2 separate regions of the Rattus norvegicus genome follow, and region 2 is linked to region 1. The links are chromatin contacts, called in public Hi-C maps. All regions are on one chromosome and are shown on one strand. The core of a region is the stretch at or near the end of the contact, and the rest is flanking DNA. Distances in the headings are between cores, read along the strand shown. Region 1 overlaps Taf4 (TATA-box binding protein associated factor 4). Region 2 holds the start of Lsm14b (LSM family member 14B).

Region 1 (6,576 bases), core at 3,744-6,243:
CTCATATCTTACCTACTAGAAGCCATTTTCCAGTATAGACCAGGGCTGCCCTTCAGGGGATAGTGGTTAAGAGCAGGGACAAGCAAACGACAGTGTGAGCTGTGCCCACTTCATCACGTCAGGACAGGGCTCAGGTAGTGACATGAGGTGGGCTGGACTCCTTTCTATAGCCCAGGCTGCGCTGGTCATCTGGATGGTCAGCACTTAATCAGATAGGGCAGGATCAAAAGGCTGAGTAGAAGTGAGCTATGATTGACTTGTAAGCAATAGGAAGGTTGCATGTGTGTGTGTTCAAACTTCAGGATGCTTCCACAGTACTGGTTAGCACTGGGTGTCACTCTCAGCACACACACATACAGGCAGCAGGGTGGGACGGGCAGTGCAGTTCAGTGAAGACTTCCAAGGGTCAGGCTTCAAGGAGGACTCTCCTGTCGTCCTACACCAAGGGCGTATGTGTTAAAGACAGGCTGAAGGGTGTTCAGTGAGGGACACTGGAGGGCCTGTTGCTGGATGTAGACCTCCCCAGGGAAGAGGTTGGTCTTGGGACAGTGGCCACATGTGGACAGGTTTTTAGGCTAGTCCATTTTCACAAGGAAACATCTGTCTGGGACTGGCTGGTAGTACTCTGTGCTGGCTCTGAGTGAGTTTTGTGCTCTTCTAACTCCTCTGAAAGCTGCGACTGAGAGAAGAAATTTTCTTCTTTCTTTGAGAAATTTTCAGGTAACATGGAGTCTTCAAAGCAACAGATGGTGTTCTGGGTTTTGTTTTCTTGGGACAGACTGTGGACGGTGGGCACAGAGCTCTCTGTGGACTCAGTTTAGCTGTGACCTCACACAGTTCTTCCTTTGAACACTTCAGTTTTCAAACAAGGCAGCAAGACACTGTCAAACAAAGGACAAGGCCAGTGTAGGAGCCTGGTGTGTTTGTGTAACTGTGTGTGTGTGTGACTGTGTGTGTGTCTGTCTGTTCATCTCAGTGCCCTTCTGCTGCTCCCTGCCCCTTGCAAGATGCCACTGAATTGGAACCACCTGAGTGAGCTGTGATTTCCTAATGCCACAAGAATGTTCCTCTCTTCTCACAGGGATGATGACGACATCAATGATGTTGCGTCAATGGCTGGAGTGAACCTGTCTGAAGAAAGTGCAAGAATATTGGCCACAAACTCTGAGTTGGTGGGGACATTGACCCGATCCTGTAAAGATGACACCTTCCTCCTCCCCGCGCCTTTGCAGAGGAGGATACTAGAAATAGGTACGGCTGCAGCAGGTGACGCCACTGGGACGCCGAGAGTCCCTGTCTGTCTGATGTGTTCCATGACCCTGGCGAGACGCAGTCCGACCTTTCTGCTGTAGCCCCACTGCCTTGTCTTGGGCTCACCCTATACAGACTCCACTGTTGGTTGGCAGGTAGTAGAAGGTGGACAGTGACAGTCTGCTTCCTGCTTAGACTGCCTTTGATTGTACAAAGCAGTAACTAGTGGGTGAGAGAAGCCAGGGCCGTGATAAAGAGAAGCTGGGTAAGTACCATAAAGTGCTTTTTTCTGCATGGCCTGCAGGTAAAAAGCACGGCATCACGGAACTGCATCCAGATGTAGTGAGTTACGTGTCTCATGCCACACAGCAAAGGCTGCAGAATCTTGTAGAAAAGATATCTGAAACGGCTCAGCAGAAAAACTTCTCTTATAAGGTAATGAGGCTATTTTCCTGGGGAGAATGTTCGTGTTCTCACCGCGTGACCTGGGCTGTCTGGAAGCCCTGTTGTCCTGGTTGTTCCTGTGCTCACTGTTAGCCACACACACTACCTGCAGGTGTGCTCAGGTGCTCCTGCGTCGGGAGACGGGGCTGTGAGCGTAGGAGATTACGGAGTCTTGTGCTCTTACTCCATCTAAAGAGCCAGGTCCTGCAGCCTGGCCTATTCGAGCCATAAGCTACAACTACAGGCTGTCCGCCGTGCGTGCGTGCGTGAGAGAGGGAGAGAATGAATGAATGAATGAATGAATGAATGAATGAATGAATGAATGAATGAATATGAAGTGGGTTTTCAGCCAGAATACGTCTTGAGCACTTGCACAGATGAAGGAGTCAGTGTCTGAACATTCAGAGCAGCCCGTGGTAAATTGTCAGCTTTAAAACACTTCGAAAGTTGGACTTGGTGGTGCACACCTTTATTTCTGGTACTCGGGAGGCAGAGGAAGATGGATCTCTGTGAGTTCAAGCCCAGCCTGGTCTAAAATTGTGAGTTCCAGGCTAGTCAGGGCTGGACAGAGGACCCTGTCTCAAAAACAAAAATAGACAGACACTTCTATACAGAAGGACTTAAATATGGCTTCAAAATGCCAAAGTGTATCAAGTTGGGCCTTTCGTGGGTTCCTGGTAACTGGACGAGACTTCCTGTCTTTGTGAGGTCGGGACTGGAGCAGTGGGATGTGAGCAACTGCCACACCATGTCCAGCTGTGCCAGGCACATCCATGCTTGTTGAAGTACCGAATCCACCGCTGACAGTGTCTGTACTAACTTTTTGGGTTTTTTTTGGTAGGATGACGACAGATATGAGCAAGCGAGTGATGTCCGGGCGCAGCTCAAGTTCTTTGAACAGTTGGATCAGATTGAAAAGCAGAGGAAAGATGAGCAGGAGAGGGAGATCTTGATGCGGGCAGCAAAGGCAAGTTAAACCCCATCTGCAGCTCAGGCTCAGCTTGCTGCCCCCTCCTAGCTGCTCACCAGGCACTGGCTTGTGCTCACCGCCATTTCTGGCAAGTGTGGAAAGAAGGGTGTTGTGAGTGAAGCTGGATAGGTGAGGCAGAAGCCTGGCTCCAGTTAGAGATTGGTAGAAGAGATGTAGCTCTCATTTTGTTAGTTAATTAATTAATTTTAAAAATGTTTTGCTTTATTTTTGAAATAAGGACTCATTATGTAGCTCTGGCTGTCCTGGAACTCACTGTAGACCAGGCTGGCCTTGAACTTACAGAGATCTTCCTGCCTCTGCCTTCTGAGTGTTGGGATTAAAGGTGTGTAACACTATGGTATGGGCTTAAATCTTAGAATTCTGACCTCTTCCCTTCCCTGTGGGTTCATATAGCCTTTCAGTCTAGAGCATTCAGAGCTAAGTATAGGAACTTTATGATTAGAGTCATCCAGAAATGTTAATTCCAGTGTCAGCTTTTTGTGCAGTAGGAGGAGTGGTAGCTGAATGCCAGCCTCACTAGCTGCTGAGCCCAACACGACTGGGAGCTCTGTCCCAGCTCTTTCCCAGTCTACATTGAGTCAGAGGCATATGACAAACTGGTAGCCATATGTCTAAGACTCTCTCACTGCGTCTGGATGGTATCAAAGACATTTTTTTCATGGCCCATTATTACCTAAATTTTTGTCATTTGGATGTAAACATGTATAGAATTTGCAGGAACTCTGTCATCTGGCTAAATGCTGCTGTAGATGGACAGGGTACTGTGGGTTCAGTAATGTTCATGGAAGGCATGACTCTTGTTTTTTCCTTCTTTCAAAAATAGTCTCGATCCAGACAAGAAGACCCAGAGCAATTAAGGTTGAAGCAGAAAGCAAAGGAGGTGAGTTTCTCTGTTTGGCCTCTACTGCACTTGCAGTTCGTGGTCATGCTTGGTGCCCACATAAAAGACAATACTTAGAAACCTGGCGTTTGGGGCTGGGGATTTAGCTCAGTGATAGAGCGCTTACCTAGGAAGCGCAAGGCCCTGGGTTCGGTCCCCAGCTCCGAAAAAAAAAGAACCAAAAAAAAAAAAAAAAAAAAAGAAACCTGGCGTTTGCCAGTGTGGGCATCCATTGCTCCTTTGTCCTCTTGGGGGACCCATCAGCCCAGGCTCTTTCTGTGCTGTCTGCATTTGGCTGGAGAGTACCTGTCCCTCTCTGTGAGATTAGGCTCCCTAAACCCCTTCTAATTGTCTGAGCATTTTAAGGTAAGCTTCTGTTTAAAAAGTCTTGTAAATATTTTTGGTTACAGACATGTCCTTAGTTTTAAAAGCCTCAACTCTAAAGAAGTTATGACTTAGGAAACTTGAGAAAATTCTTGGTAGCTGTTGCTACATTTGCAGTAAGACTCTCGAAGCAATGAGTTTTGTTTCCTTCCCAATGAAGATGCAGCAGCAGGAGCTGGCACAGATGCGACAGCGAGATGCCAACCTCACTGCACTGGCAGCCATCGGGCCCAGGAAGAAGAGGAAGGTGGACTGCGCTGGGCCAGGATCGGGAGCAGAGGTATAGCAGAACACGAGGCCGAGGTCTGGAGGGTGTGGGGAGTGCCTTCCTTCAGTAGGCAGGGGAGTTCCTGGCCTTCCGTAAAGGTGTGGTCTTGGTTGGACACTTGATTTTCAAGTAGCCTTTTTGTGCATATAACATGAGCTAAAACACATGGTCGGCTCTGCGTGGTTCAACCTGACGGAAACGCATGGGGTGGAATTCAGGATTGGCTCTGGTGGAGACAGTGTGAGGCCATCTGTAGGGTGTGTAACTGAGAGAAGTTCTCACCTGTTCACTGGGCCCAAAGTCTGAGTGTCTTATGTGCTGCCCTAATGCTTTATGCTTTAAACCATTGTCGTTTGCATTTAGAAGAGCAGTGGCAGACCTGCGTGTCCACTCAGTGGTCGTCACTGCTGCTGCTGAGGATGCTGGGTCCATGTGTCACTCGCATGTGCACTCTGCACTGGTTATAGAGTTCTAGGGTGCAGGTGCGTGTTGTCACTTTTCCTGTCCTTGCCTCTGTGTGGTAATCTGGTCTGACTGCTGACCGTTGGGGCCTTTCTTTAAGAGATTTTCCGTGTCTTAGGGTCAGTCTCTGGGCGGTCAACTTGTTTCTTCCATTTCCTGAGCTGCTTAGACTCACATGTGAGACTGCCTCAGTGTACATTTGCACCACATTGGCCATTGTTTTCTTCAGGTGTGCTCTGTTCCCATTTCTCTTCCTCTTGGTCCCCAGTCACACATGCACTGGACCGTGCTGTGGTCCCAGTCACACATGCACTGGACTGTGGTACTGCTCGTGTTCATTGCATCACCGATTTCCTCTGTGCCCTTCAGACTGGGTCCTGTTCCTCGGCCAGATTGGAGTTGTGCCAGCTCCTGTTGGCTGTTGAGCTCCAGTGCAGTTCCCATTTACAAAACGTTGATTTTAGTTGAGCGTGCCTAGAGCAGTGGGTCTCCACCTGTGGTCAAGACCCCTGTGGGGTTGCATATCAGATACCCTGCATGTCAGCTGTTTACATTAGGATTCATAGCAGTAGCAAAGGTACAGTTATGAAGTCACACTGAAATAATTTTATGGCTGGGGTCACCACAGCATGAGGAATGTTCTATCTATAGGCTATGGATTTGCAAGCATCCCTCTAGTGAGTAGCAGACTTCCCCTGTCTGCCACTTTATGATGGCTATAACTCTCCTATGTTGTTGAACATATATATTGAAGCTTCCAGCCTCGGTTTCCCCTCACTGTTCTCCTTTCCCTGTTTCAGTGCATGTCTAGTGCCTATCACTGAATGCTGGGCATCTTTGATCAGATGTGATGAGGCCCCTGGGTGGTTTTCCACACTCTGAAGAATGTGGGCTGGACTTGTTTCAGTTTATTCTGTTCCTATGGCTCTGTGCAGACGTGGGGCATTTTTTTTTCTAGTCTAGTATAACACAGCACCCCTGTCTGTGTGTTTGTGTTTGGCTATTTTTTACATGAGTCTTAATGGAGAATGACCCTTCATCCTGGCGAAACTTAGCTAAAACCTTGGTTGAACTCTCGTGTTGCCACCAGGCCTCAGTCTATTTTGCCTTTATCCCCATAGAAACTGCTGTCTGTTTTGCTTGGGCAGTTCTGTCCTGCTGTGAAGCAAGCAGATTGGGTCAGCTTAGGGTAGTGGCTTCAGCAGGTCAGTGCTGTCCCTGCCAAGGACTGCTGACCCATCTCCAGCCCTGGAGCCAGCAGTGACTCCCTGTGCAGCAGTCTTTGGGTGTGGAGACTATACCCTAGAGGTACAGGGACATCCCTCTCAGTTCAGGGGTAGGTAAAACGTCTGAGTGTGGCATAGGAAGAAAATCTCAGCCAGAATCTTTATGTAGATGTGTTCTCTGAAAAGCTGCAGCAACTGGGTCTACTGTTCAAGTATACAGGCCTCCAAAACTCACACAGAAGTGAGGCCAAGAAGTGAGTAAAACCTTGGGTAGCAACTTCACACTTTGAAAAGGACACCAGGGGAGTTAGAAGATACCAATGAACTTTTTCTGCTGCGTGTTTTTGTAGCTTGCTGAATTATTGTAAGGTGTAAGCCCTTGTAACTTATCAGCTGAGGCACAAAAAGCCAGGTTCTGTAGTGTGCACCACAGTCCAAGCACTGGGCAGGAGAACAGAACCCAGGGCTTGCTGACTGCAGTATAGCTGAGTCAGTGAGTGAGACACCGTCTCCCACGTCAAGTTCCTTAGGGCAAGTTTGATCTTCATCAGTATTCTAATTTCTTCTTTACACACAACTACTTAACAAACTGTGACCAACAGCCCAACAACAACAATTAACTCTCAGGGATCCTGACATTATAGGATCTGAAAAGTTCCCAGAATTCTAA
Region 2 (6,524 bases), core at 3,732-6,231, 100 kb before region 1:
TTCCGGTCATAGCTCTTAATCAGAAAGGACACTGTATGTCCTAATTCAGATACAAAAGCCCTCAGGACTTAGGAGCCCACATATATAGACTGATGGTTTGCTACGCCCCAACCCCTGGGGGCTCCTGAACTGAGGTGTGCAATGAGGAAGACTTGAGCTGGCACCACACATAAAACAGATCTGAGGCCACGAACACGAGGAAGGTGAAGACGCCCTTAAGTGCTGTTGCCTCAGCAGAGACAGCTGAGTGCACGCACAGCAGCACTAACTAGCTGGCTCTCAAGATGGCACTGTTCATGCAGCCAGACACCTGGGGCTGCCATGCAAGCCCCCAACTTGGAATGTCCTGAAGAGACAACTATATGTCTCATCTGAGTTGTTGGGAAACATCCACAGCGGCAATTCAGAACACATTTAAGACCTAGAAAACCCCAACAAAAACCTTTATGTCCTCCCGTGCAACAGCCGTGAACAGGCCAAACCCTAAACCCAGGCAGAGTGAACTGAGTGCTCTGCTGACTCTACTACCCAAGCACAAGCAGTACCCTGGGTCCCTGGGCCTAACGGATGCTCTGTCCCAGCCCCTGCCATCCTGGCTGTTCACCCCTGGCTCTCACAGTCTAAAGACAGCATGCACTTAGTTCTCCAAACTGCTGTTACCCTTGCAAGTGAGCTGAGGTGGCTCTGAGGACATGTCAAGCTCTGAAACAGGCTGTGGAGATGGAGAAGAACTAGGGCTGGAAGCAGCGGCTGAGGCTGGAGGGCTTACCAACTTCTCTGAAGAAGAGAGAGAGAGAAGAGCAAAGAGAAAGCACACAAATAAGTCAGGACATACTTGTCTTATCCTAGCAAGCCTGGAAAGAGCCAAGTGACCTCTCAAATGATGTATTTAGAGCCAGGCTGGGAAGTCACCTGCCACATCAGAACAGCAATCGCAACAGGTGGTCCATAGCATTGGTCTGGAGCTTAATTAACATCCCCTACCTCAGCTACCTGGAATCTGAGAAAGGGGGAATGGACAAGATGTAAACTCTGTTCTTAGGGATGGGGAAAGCATGTATGTATACACATATGTGCACATTCGTGTAGAGGCCATAGGTCAACCTTGGGTGTTGCTTCCTTGGGCGTCATCCACCTTTTTAAAGACAGGATCTCTCAGTTGGCCCAGAACTCACTGATTAGGCTCAATTTGTAGGCTAGCCAGTCTCAGGGGTCTTGCCTATCTCTGACTCCCAGCACTGACAGTGCCCAACTCTCAATGTTTTGAACACAGCTTCAAGGTCAAAGACAGGGCTGATCTCTGGGAGTAGTAAAACCTGTCAGTAGAAACCATGTTTGAGCTGGGCTCTTGCAACATACCAATCTAGGCTACAATAGGACACAGGGTGTTAATAGGCTCTCAGACAGATCTCATCTGTAAAACTACAGCTGCACCAGAACTTGTTTCAGGAGCACTCTGATTTATGTCATCTGGTGCAAAACTCAACATGCTGCCTCTCAGTCTTGGAAACAGTTACTCAACACTATGAGCTCAAGCTGCGCTGACGTAATTTATCAGGAGCAGTTAGCATACAAGAGTCCAGCAGCTGTAGGACATGAAGCCTGCCTGGCTCTCAGGGTGCATGACTCCACTGTACGGTGATCATGGTAAGAGTAGTCGCGCACACAAAACGGTCACTCACCTAGACCTAAGGAAGCAGCATACTGCTGGCTGAGCAGGGAGCTGGCTGCCAGCTGGCCATACGGTGGCATCCCTCTGAAGGGGCTGTAAGGCACATGCGGCTGGAAGGGCGAGGCGGAGGCAGAGCCCAGGGAGGACTGAACAATGAGACACACAAGTAAGAGTGCTGCAACATCCTGTTACCCTCAAGTCTCCATATACAGCATTTTCTCAGACAGGGAAAGGGTGCCAGGTCTGTCAGTCTGGACTCCTGGTATGGCAAGTAGTTCTGGGCAGTTTCCATTGTTGCCAAACATGCCTTTCCCCCAAACATTTCACTACAGCTGCATGAACTTCTTCACAGATTTAAAAGCCTTACACCTCCCGCCTCTGCCAACAGCAATCTGACTTTTTTTTTTTCTTTTTTTCGGAGCTGGGGACCGAACCCAGGGCCTTGTGCTTGCTAGGCAAGCGCTCTACCACTGAGCTAAATCCCCAACCGCAATCTGACTTTTTTACATGACGAAATGCCACTTTTAGGTGGAGAAAGGCTCCCTTGAAGAGGAACAGCTGTGAGGCTAGAACTATTTACACATCACCAGTGTGTCCTTCCTCTCTCTGCCCACAAACCTGCCTCCAAGATGAGTGTTCATGAGGGCTGCCTGTCCACACCCTCCTGACTCCTTGCAGCCTCTCTAGTCTGGTTGTTACTTTCTGAGTTTTGAGATCTTGAATACCTATCCACCAAAGCTTTTCAGAAATCTGACTTGGGTTCTCCCAAATGCCAACCCTGCACCCTGCCTGCTCCTACCTTTCTAAATATAGCTTCATCTTGGGAACCGGGGCAGTCTAAACTGGAGAGGCCAACAAAGGTCTAAACTTACAAAAGATAATAATTTAGCTGTCCTTCCCCCTTGTAATCCTGGGGTATAACCTACCAGGCAGTCAGGCTTAGTTTAAGACTTTCAAATTTAGTGTCCTACAGTAATACAGTACCACAGCAGAAAACTATTAGTGAACCAACCCCATTACCCCCGAAGACACCCGATGCCATTCAAAGCTGGACTGCTAAGCTGCAGGCACACACCAGGACTAGGCAAGACCACCAGCAGCAACATCTGTACATCAGGCACAGCAAGCTGCAGGTCTCTTCCCCCAGTGGCCTGGCCATGATGAACATATTACCTTGTCAAGTGTACGCTGCTGCATGAATTAACCCCTTTAGGAACAGAAACTGTCTAGAGGAAAAGCAGGCCACAGTTCACTGGAGGGCAATTCCTCAAGCTGAAGGCTCCAGACAAACAGCTGACACGGCCTTTCACGTGGAAGCCTGCCTCTCCAGTGGAAGCCTGCCTCTCCCGTGAAGGCACACCCACTCAGAAGTCAACACTCACTCACCTGAACAATAGCAGGGTCCTGAGGGAGAGCATGCTGAGCTTTTGGAGGTTCGCACACAGTGATATCTTTGATATCACTTCCCCGGAAAATGATGTACTCATAAATTTCCTCTCTTGGGGGAGCAGGCCTGTCTGTGGGACGGTCTTCAGTACCAAAGGACCTCACTTAGGGTTGAGAAAAAGACAGGTAAGTTGTTGTCCTTGCCAAGTCCGTTTGCTCGAGCTTCTGACCACAGCACCCTGACACAGCACTCTCAACAATTAGCAGCTACTTAATCTCTCAATTTCCAGCTGACAACACCTATAAAGCACCACGTGGCAAAGATCACAAGGGACAGTAGTTCAGGAAGATGACATGAGAATTTCACTAGAATTCCAAGCCTCACAAGGCTCCCTGATAATCTGCAAAAACCCGTGGACGGACAGAGCTCTTCGCAGACGAGGACGGCGCTGCAGAACCTCTTTTCTCAAATCTGAATTTACAGATGGAACCCTGGGCCCTCATCACAAGCTGCAGCTGAGGAGACTTTGAGGCAAACACGAAAAGTCTCCCTAGCCCTGGTACAAACAACAGGCCATGGTTATTGCAGAAACAAAGGGAACAGGTCCCCAAACTCAGACCTCCAACATTAGCTTCTATGTTCGTAAGGAAATCCTGGACCCAAAGGACCCTCTACAGGATGGATCTAGCTAGCACGGCTCTCTTTGGCAACACTCCTGGGCTGAGCTGAATCTGGTAGCAGGCTTTAAGCAGAAACTCGGATTGTGGACAGGGGCCTACTCTGGGTGTTTCTCCAACTGGGGAATCTCTCGTCAAGTGCAGCATGAAGAGTTCAAGGGAACACCACCCCCCCCCCCAACCCTGAGCTCTTCCCTGCAGCACCGCAGTCTGGGTCGGGGCAGCACGCTTCAAATAGAAGGTATGGCTAGGGTTTGGGAGAATGGCTTAGGACTGCAGCACGCCGGCTTCAGATTGGCCTCGACCGTTCTTCCATCCGCACCCTCGTGGGTCTAACCCACCCCGGGAGGGCTGCGGCGCTCAAGCTTCTGGAAAGCCGAAGGAAACGAGCGCCCCATTTAACGCGGAGAAAGAAGACAAAGAAGCTCTGGGCCCTCACGCTGCTGCGACTAGCGCACCGACTCTGGACTTCTCTCAACAAGCCAACCCCTCAAGTGGAAAGGGTCGGGAGAGTTCAAGTTCAGAGCAGGGCAGCCGCAGCTCAACCGACGCCCTAGCTCGGCTGGAGGCTGCACCGGGACTCGACGGGCGGTGGCTACCAAAGGGTTCCAAAGAGAGCGCGCAGGACCCCGGCCCCCCGCCTCGGCGCGTGTCTCGCCCCGCGGGGGCGTCTCTCAGGTGGGGAGGTCTACGGCTTCAAAGCCGCCCCACCCCCTGACACCGGCAGGACCCTGGTCCGCTCCTTCTACGGCCCCCGCCGAAGCGGGGAACACCATTGTGCGGGCAGGCGCGGGGCGGCGAGCTGTTGGGGCGGCAGTTGGGCGCGCGGCGGCGACTGGCCGCTACCTTTAGCGAGCGCCACGGTGGAGTTGTCGGTGTCGATGGTGTAGAGGATGCCCTCGTAGCGGATCTGCGCCTTGGAGATGAGGCTGATCTTGCTGCCCAGATACGGGGTGCCGGACGAGCCGCTCATGGCGGCGGCCGGGGCGCGCAGGGCGCGGGGGACCAGCGCCGGGCCCCGCCCGCTCCGCCGCCGCGCGGTGGCCTGGCCGCCCACTCCTGCGCAGCTCCGCGCCGCCGCCGCCGAGGCGCCTTCTGCCGCGCCTAGGGGCCTGCGGGCCACGAGCGAGCGGGAGAGGGAGCGGAACGAGGCGCTTAGCCGGAGTCTGAGGGGAGCGGGGGAGGAGCGCCGCCGCAGCCACATCCGGGGCCTCCCGCCACCGCGCGCCGCCCCCGTACGCTCGTAGCCCATTGGCTCCTGGCTGCCGGCTCCCTTTAAATATGGCCGCGCCGCCGGCGGTGGGCGGGCCCGCGGCTGCGCAGCTAGGAGCTGCCAGCCAGGACCTGCTTCTGTGGGTCTTCCCAGCCGGTTCCCGGCGGGCTCCGCGCAGGGCCTAGGGGCGTGAGACTAAGCGGGCGGGGCGGAGCGCGCGTGCGCGAGGCAGGCGTGAGGCCACTGTTTGCAAACTCGGGGGCGGGGCTGGGGCTGGTCCTGGAGGAGCGCCAGGCTCCTCCCGCCGCGCGTGCCGGAGGCACCCTTCGGGCTCAGGTGTTAATAGGCTGGAGATGTCAGTCTTCCTTTCTTGTTTGCAGGAGCTGGACCCCGACTGTTAGCCAGCGCTGGGCCAGGTGCGTCTTCAGTGCGGCTCGCGCCTGGGAGCCTTGGAACTGGCAGGCGAGTACTGCTCAGTTCTGTAGCGCTCCCGGCGGGGCAGCCCCGAAATAGAAAGTACTGGGGCAGCCCAGGGCAGCCCTGCTCTCCTCCCAAGCCAGCAGCGCTGATGTCCTTAAAATAAGCCCTGACTGTCTTGGGTGGCTCCCGCCTGCCTGCACGCGTCCTCAGACTGCGCAGCTATGAAATTGGAAGATTCTCCCCCTTAAATCTCTTCCTGTTCTTGCGGTGCTGGCTCCGCGTCATGCATGATTAGTGGCTTTGTATGTATGGCGCTTGTTTATTTACAGTTAGTCTCCGCCGTCAGATTAGGGCCCAATATTAGTTACTATGAGAAATTTGGTAGGTGGCGATCAGCATTTCATAAACGTGAAATAGAATGAAAGAGGAGATAAGGGAACATCCCATAGAGTGAAAGTAAGTACTGTTTGGTGAAACAGTTTCTCTTAAATGTGAGACATGAAAAGTACTTCTTACTGTGGTGACATCAACTTACCGCCAGAGGATGCTGGGAATAGTTGTGAACATTTTTAAATTTTAATATTTTCTTATTTGGTGCGCATGTTTGTGTGTGTATGCATGTGTGCATATGTCACAACATGTGTAGAGGTTAGAGGACAACTAGGAGTTCTCTGCTTCCTGGAAGCATAGGGGTCCTGGAAATGGGAACTCAGGGGGTCACACTTAGCATCAGCATTTACCCACTGAGCCATCTTGCTGAGCCTAGTTTTTGTTTGGTTGGTTTTTTTGGTTTTTCGTTTGTTTGTTTTTGTTTTTAGTTTTAGTTTTAGTTGTGACAGGGGTCTTACTCTTAGCCTTAGCTGGCCTGGAACTGACTATGTAACCCAGACTGGTCTCTAACCTCCTACCTCAGCCTTCCGACATGCTAAAATTTTGAGAATGAGCCACCACTAGATACCCATAGTGAGACAACTTTCCCGGGTTTACAGAGGCAGAAACAAGCATAGTATGTGGGTGAATTGCTGATGAGCCTGGAGAGTTCTTTAAAATGTTATTCTGGACCTCAAATGCTATGTATGCATCCTGTTCCACACCGACCCACCCTATCCCCCGCCACCTTTGTGAGACCCACGGAGCAACACCAGCAGCCTCCAT

Evidence for each region. A called contact is a pair of places that touch in the nucleus more often than the background predicts.
Region 2: a contact with region 1 is called in a Hi-C map of liver, with 3 times the contacts expected there. The contact joins the promoter of Lsm14b here to the enhancer-like site in region 1. A contact is called at or near these places in 3 of 12 Hi-C or Micro-C datasets (frontal cortex, kidney and liver).

The regions. Positions count from the first base shown.
Region 1 is chr3:187,401,753-187,408,328 of GRCr8, reverse strand. It overlaps Taf4 (TATA-box binding protein associated factor 4), which reads left to right. Exons shown (of 15, transcript NM_001402170.1): 10 at 1,082-1,251; 11 at 1,556-1,686; 12 at 2,537-2,662; 13 at 3,510-3,566; 14 at 4,111-4,230. Among named protein-coding and RNA genes, the nearest start is that of Taf4, 56 kb to the left of the region's middle. Within about 2 kb of position 4,993, at least 2 of the 93 cell types and tissues checked have an H3K27ac peak or open chromatin away from gene starts, as enhancers often do. A contact at or near this core is called in liver, where this site is marked.
Region 2 is chr3:187,501,708-187,508,231 of GRCr8, reverse strand. Lsm14b (LSM family member 14B) reads right to left here and starts at 4,981. Exons shown (of 8, transcript XM_063285136.1): 1 at 4,583-4,981; 2 at 3,059-3,222; 3 at 1,683-1,818. The coding sequence starts at 4,940.